2 separate regions of the Triticum aestivum genome follow, and region 1 is linked to region 2. The links are chromatin contacts, called in public Hi-C maps. All regions are on one chromosome and are shown on one strand. The core of a region is the stretch at or near the end of the contact, and the rest is flanking DNA. Distances in the headings are between cores, read along the strand shown.

What was found. A called contact is a pair of places that touch in the nucleus more often than the background predicts.
Region 1: a contact with region 2 is called in a Hi-C map of leaf, with 4 times the contacts expected there. The contact joins the promoter of LOC123070435 here to the promoter of LOC123070433 in region 2. A contact is called at or near these places in 3 of 5 Hi-C or Micro-C datasets (all in leaf).

Annotation. Positions count from the first base shown.
Region 1 is chr3B:471,000,408-471,003,885 of IWGSC CS RefSeq v2.1, reverse strand. LOC123070435 reads right to left here and starts at 1,376. Exons shown (of 2, transcript XM_044493660.1): 1 at 1,129-1,376; 2 at 370-1,029. The coding sequence starts at 1,293. The coding sequence ends at 604.
Region 2 is chr3B:470,613,577-470,617,017 of IWGSC CS RefSeq v2.1, reverse strand. LOC123070433 reads left to right here and starts at 1,734. Exons shown (of 5, transcript XM_044493658.1): 1 at 1,734-2,010; 2 at 2,404-2,470; 3 at 2,551-2,931; 4 at 3,346-3,441. The coding sequence starts at 1,888.

The sequences.
Region 1 (3,478 bases), core at 127-2,626, 390 kb before region 2:
AACCCGGCCCCAACGCAGGTGTGTGGCGACAGCTCTGGCTTGAAACCCGGCCCCAAAGCAGGTGCATGAAATTCTTCACAAGAGAGCAAGGGCAAGATGGCGTGACCCGGGCTCTTGGTCTTCTCCCTGGCGTGCCAGACCACGGAGATTTGGAAGCGCTGCGAGTCCTCTCCTCACCGAGGAGATTTGGAGCGCACGCTGAACCAAAAGCGCAAGTTGTTTGCCTCTCTGGCTCATCCTTCATCCGACAAGTTATATACAACGCGAAGGCTGGTGTTGCATGAGTATGCTTGCAATCTGTACGTAACCGAGTCAGAGACTATTGCAAATGCTGCATCTTTCCAAGGGGGAATTTGGCCATGTATAAGCTGAACCGAAAAAGAAGATCCATTCCGACAAATCTAACTTCCGAGTACAGAATAGACCGGCGTCAACTAAAAGACATTTTTTCTCTATCGACAGGTTACCTATGAAACGCAATACCATCCTAGATGACAAATCTACACACTAGACTAAAATACACGTAATGCGGAAAAGAATAAAACTACATGCCAAAATCTAAATGGTGTCCAAGAAACGTCAACCGGAAGCACCGTCCACCGCTCAGGGCTGCCTGATGGCGGTAGCCAGGTCGAGGCAGTTGCTGACGAGGCGCGTGATGTGGCGCTGCGCGCCGCGTATCGGCGACTTGAGCTCCGGGCGCTCGCCGAAGATGTCCCGGCAGTCGGTGGAGTAGGTGCTGGCCGCCGACAGCTCCGACATGAGATCGTCGCGGCTGCCCCCCTTCTTGAGCGTCGTCCGCGACTTCCCCAGCGAGTCCGTCAGCGACGCGTAGCTGTCCCTGCACGACTGCAGCGACGACATCATCGGGATGGTGTTGCCCAGGCCTGCCCTCATCGCCTCGTCGAGCCGCATCTCCGTCATCGCCGACTTGGCCGCCGTCATCCGCAGGGCCGTGTCCAGGAGCTGCTGCGGGGTCGTCACCCCGGGCAGCGTCGCCATCGTGCTACACAGCGTCCTGTAGTGCACCTGCACGCACGCACAAATGGCAAACATGCGAACGTATTCGTAAGGATGTTTGATCTGCAGAGCACGCACGTTATAGATTCATTCACTGTATGTATGTACCTCTTGACATATGCCGAAGCATTCTTCGCAGCGCTGGATGCCGATCAGGCGACGGCCATTGTCGCCGAAGGGGAGGAAGATAGGGTGAAGGACACGGGCATCGACGGAGCTCGAGGACGCCGCCAAGACGGCGGCAAAGATCAGCGCGAGGAGGCGTAGTAACATTGGTTGGTGTTGGAAGGAGAGGAGCAGGGTGTACGTGGGCTAAAGAGGAGAGACGAGGACTGGAGAGGCTATAAAAGAAGATCCTGTTCGCGCTTGAGAAGAAGGCGGTTAACTAGTGGTGGTAGAGAGCACGGGACTGGACTGCGAGAAAAAGTTAGCCGTAAATTTGTGCGGGGTTCTGGTTGGCCACCCTTGGTTGTAGCTTAATATTGATTCGAGTTTCTTCTGTTTGTGTGACAGTCAGGTGATAGCCTTGTGAAAGGCACTAGTGATAAAGTTGAAAAAAGAACTCGTTGCACAAGCTAAAACTTGAAATGCTATCCCCAAGCTTAACGTCGGCCCAACAAGCGGTTTGCGAATCTTCTTCTACCTACCGGATCGGCAGGGTTGGCCCAACGCGGTTTTAGGAATCTTCTACATACCGGATCGGAGAGATTTGTAACCTTCCTAGGAGCGGTTTTAGAAACCTTCTGTCTGGTTCTATTTTTTTTCATTTTTATTGGATTTTCCTCTTATTTCTTTTTATCTTTTCCTGTTTGTTTTCCTGTTTTCGTTTTTTCTTTGTTTTATTTTTCCCACTTTCTTTTGTATAAAGAGAGTCAACATTTTTTAATATGTAATGAACATTTTTCAAAAATATCTTGAATAATCTTTTACATTTTTTCGAACAGTTCTCAAATGTTGTGACCATTTCTTTCAATAGTTCCGGACATTTTTTTAATATGGCATGAACATTTTTCCAAAATTGCATGAACCAAATATTATATTTTCATGAAAAATTCTTTTAAATAGTTATGAACAACTTTTTATATGTGTTATGATATTTTTAAGAAAATTTTGTGAATAATGTTTTAAATTTTCATGAACATTAAAAACATGTCAAAAATTGTAGATGCTACAAACATTTTTTAAAGGTTATCAATTATTTTTTCTATGCCATGAATATTTTTTGAAACATTGCGTCAATGGATATTTATTAATTCATAAAAAATATAAAAAAATGTCATGATAACATTTTAAAGGTGTGGACATTTTTTTTCAATGCTACCAACATATTTTTAAATGTCATGAACATTTTTTTCTTTATGTGTAAACTTTTTTTTAAGTGTCATGAAAATTTTATTAAAAAATGAGATTCTTTTTTTGAGCTGCGTGAACATTTCTTCAATATACAGAGAACATTGTTTGCAAAATTCATAAAAATAAAATATTTTAAAAATATACTTTAGAGGATTTATAGAAATGTAAATATAAATATAAAGAAAAATAAAAATAAGAATTAGAAGACAAAAATACAGAAAAAATGAAAGTACATAAAAGATAAGCAAGCTACTGTTCTCACAAGCTTGGCGTAGCCCATTTAACCTAGGGGTGTAGGCGAGGCAGCCGTTGGTCTCAGGGCACGGCGATGTCTCGCCTCGTGCGTTTATGGATCCTGGGAGGCATTGGGAGCAGATTAGAATGGAGGTCGGCGCAGGAGCATAAGGCGAAAAGATCATATCTTTGCCCTCATTTTTTTTCTCTTTTGGAAAAGGAGCTTAAACCCTCAGCTTCTAGACCACTATGATGAACATAACCATTCTTATTAATGATTAACTAGAGTACAAAACAAAAAACAACCATAGGTGAACCATTACACAATATGAAATTTATACCCTCGACCAAGTCAATTTGTTTGTCAATAACGTCTTTGAGAAAGGATAGACATCTGTCAGGGGGGTGCCCGAGGGTCCGACAAGCTCAGGGGGTGCGCCCTAGGGGGGGGGTGGCTGGCTTGTGGCTCCCTCAGCCACTCCCAGTTCCATCTCTGGTGCTCCGTGGGTCTCTTTTGGTCCATAAAAAATCACCATAAATTTTTAGCCCATCGAGAACTTTTATTTCTGCACAAAAAACAACACCACGGTAGTTCTGCTAAAAACAGCGTTAGTCCGGGTTAGTTCCATTCAAATCATACCAAAACCATATGAAATTATTATAAACATGGCATGAATACTTCATAAATTATATATACATTGGAGACATATTAGCATCCCCGAGCTTAGTTCCTTCTCGTCCTCGAGTAGGTAAATAATAAAAGAAATAATTTATAAAGTATGAATGCTAGCATAGTGCATAAGTTTGATCAATGATAATTTCAATCAATTTTCCTAGCATCATAGACAACAACTCTTGCTCATAAACTCAT
Region 2 (3,441 bases), core at 485-2,984:
ACCTCTTCCGAGCTCCCTTCTCTACTCCATTACCAGAATTTTCCCTCCTATCATCCACATCCATCTGCTGTGACCCATGCGTATTTGCTCCTCCAGCTTCTCCCCTTCCTCGACCCCCGGACGGGCCTCTACCTCCTCGTCCTCTAGCCCCTCTTCCACCATCGCCTCCCCGACCTCTGCCAAAACCATCTCCTCGACCTCCACCACCGTACGGTTGAGAGGCTGACATCTCCGGCTACCACAGCAGCCAATCACCCCATTCGAACGAGTCTGGGTCATGTATGTCGTCTCCACATTCATCAGCCAGATGACCCATCCGACCACAAGCAAAGCAAAAGTCTGGTAGCTTTTCATAGAAAACACTGAACTTTTTGAGCTCCTTCAAAGTAACTGGAACAAACCTGACTAGTGGCTCGTAAACATCCACAAAGATCCTGGCTCGTAACGTACTCGCCGGATTTATCCTCCCCTCATTCACTACAACTGTAAACGGAGGGTCTCCCACCTTTGTTGCAACCTTCTCCGCCAACTCCTTCCTCCTTGTAAGTCCATCCGGCAAGCCCTTGACTCGAGCCCACAGCGGGATCTTGTTTAGTCTGTAACCATTAACATCAGAGAACCCATCGTACTCCTGAAGCACAACGGGCGCCCGCCGGAACAGCCACGGCCCTCCATCCATGATCTTCCTCCAATCTCCCAAATAGTGGCACTGGACAAGAAACAGGTTGGGCCCCTTGATATTGAAGGTGACCCCCTGCGTCGCCGACCAGACATTACACATCTGTGTCAAGAGCGTCGCATGGCTAAACAGCTTTGTCGTATGAACACGAAACAGGACCAACCAGTGAACATCCTTGATCAAATCTTCCACCTCCTCCGAGAAATCAAGATCCTCCTCTTCCTTCCCATGTAGCTTCATCCCGGCGAACTAATCCTCAAGATCAGGCCCCGTCCCAAAGAACGTGTCGTGCTCATCTCCCCCCCCCCCTCAGATGCGTTCCTTCTTACCTGCGAGCTATGACTCCCCCCATCCGCAGCCCTAGAATTGACTTGGCTGCTCTTTTCTCAAGAACCCTCAGGGGCTTCAGATCCAATCACCTCCCCTACACCCAGACTTACTTCCGCCGCCATCTCTTCCCCCTGACCCCCTGGCTTCTGTTGCCTTTGATCCGTCATGCAAGCGAACGTGCGCGACGGGAATAGGTAGATCTCATCGGCAGTCGGATGGAACCGGCGATCGGCAAGGTTTTACGTGAACTCTAGCGAATCGCCAAAGGAAGGGTGAGCGAGGCATAAAGCTTTCCTATATGCAATTGCTTCAACAGATCAGGAATCCATCACTCTGTCCATAACCAGAACGAAGGCCCCCAAGAAAGCTCCATTTTTTTAGTGAAAAATTGCCGCCGGCCGCCGGCAAGCTCTTCCTTTGCTCCACTGAAATCGCCCCATCAACACTCCCTTTTACATCTTGCTTTTTAGGCTAAAATACGCTCTATTTTATTGATCGTCAATAATAACAACGCTCATGGAAATACAATGGACTGGCCCATCCCACGCGGACGTGCGGAGCGCCGCTGGCTGTCTGCCGATCGGCTCGAGTTGCCCGGCCGTGTTTTCCCCGTGAAATTACAGCCCAGCTGTACATACTAGGCCCGTCCGCATATGCATGTTCTTTAGAAAACAAACTTCGCTAAAAAAAACCTAAATTTTTCTAAAGAAGGAAAAATCTGACATCTGGGCCCCGACGCCACAGTTCTCGTGCGGCAGTCTGACGACCACCACACCAAACAAACCTCACCGGGCCAAGCGGCCGGGGCGCCCGTCCGTCCGTCCCACCGTCCTCTTCCCACCCGCGCCCCTTGCTGCTGTCAGATAGCGCCACGGACCATGGCCGCCGTGGCAGGCCCCACCGTTCTCCGGCTCCGCCCCAGGGCCGCCTCCCTGTCCGCGCCGGCCATCTCCGCCCCTCCTCGCTGCCGCCTCAGCTCCGTAGCTTACTCCTATCCCAAGGCAATCCCCTCCTCCTCGTGCTAAAACGCCTAGAGCATTTTTCCTCTACCTGTATGACCTCCTCTTTCGTGCTTGGTTAGCGATTAGGTGAGTTTTAATTAGTTACTGGTGGAGGCCTTAGTCCCCCGTATGGATAATTCGAAAAGGATGATTTTATTCCCTCTATTGGGTGCGATGTCAACGTGCCAATGAGTTTCAGTCATTTTTTGGTAGACTTTTTATTGAAATACGAGTACCTCTTAAATTTTCTTAGAATGGGCACAGTTACATACTTACATGTACCTACTCTATGCTCCATATACTTCTGCGATTCTGGATGCTTTGAACATGAAAATTGCAGTGAATTGTCTGGTTTAGCAGTACTAGCGTATGACACAGGGTTATCTCTCTCAGCTTGCAGGATCATTTGCAGTTCAAAGGGTAAATGGAAGTAGGATGCAGTACTTGGGCACTCTAAAAGGTAACTTTTCCCTTACTTTCTGAAAAGCTCTTTATTGAATACACATAGCCCTTTACGTTGAATTTACCACGTGTTAACAGAACAAGTTCTAAGGAGCTCCAGCAACCATGATGGACATATTAAGCGAATTGTTTCCTGCACTGCTAGCGACAAACAGGAGCCAATCGCTTCACTTACCTCGGACACGCCGGTCTTAGAAGATACCAAGAGCAATACTGCAGATTCCTCTGCATCTTTGGGCTCCGATTTTACTGAGAGGAGTGCTGGAAAACCGGGATTCATCTCATTTCATGGCGGCAGCTCTCAAACGTTAAGTGTGGAGAGTGTGCCACATCCTGGCAAGGAAGCATCTAGATTAGTATGGTTTGTTGGTCCAACTATTCTTGTGGCATTCTTGGTTCTTCCATCGCTTTACCTGCGCAGAGTACTCTCAGCCGTGTTTGAGGATTCCCTGTTGACAGGTATCCTTTCTGTGATAATTCAGAAATTTGTTCTTTTCATCCTCAACAACTCTGATAGTGTCTTTTATCTTATTCCTTTACCTCCCAGTCCCACCTTTTATTAGCTGAGGGAAATCAGTTATGTTGGTTACCATTTAACACAATCATATATCTGTGCCTGTTAGTAGCATTTATTCCATTAAAAGGCATGTAAGTAATTGGTGATTAAAAATAGGTAATTTCATTGCTTTACATCTGATCATCCCCCATACACATTGTTACAATTTTCTTTCCCTTAAATGAACACCGATGCACATAATTCGTTCTTGGAATATATTTACACATCTACTCCAAAGACACTACATGTACCATTCCTCATTGGGATGAAAACTAGCCATGGCTGTATTACTGATAGAGTTTTATTGTTGTATGCAGATTTCCTTATACTATTCTTCACTGAGGCTCTGTTTTACGGAGGAGTCGGGATTTTTGTCCTGTTGATTGATAAAGTCTGGAGACCTTTGCAGCAGG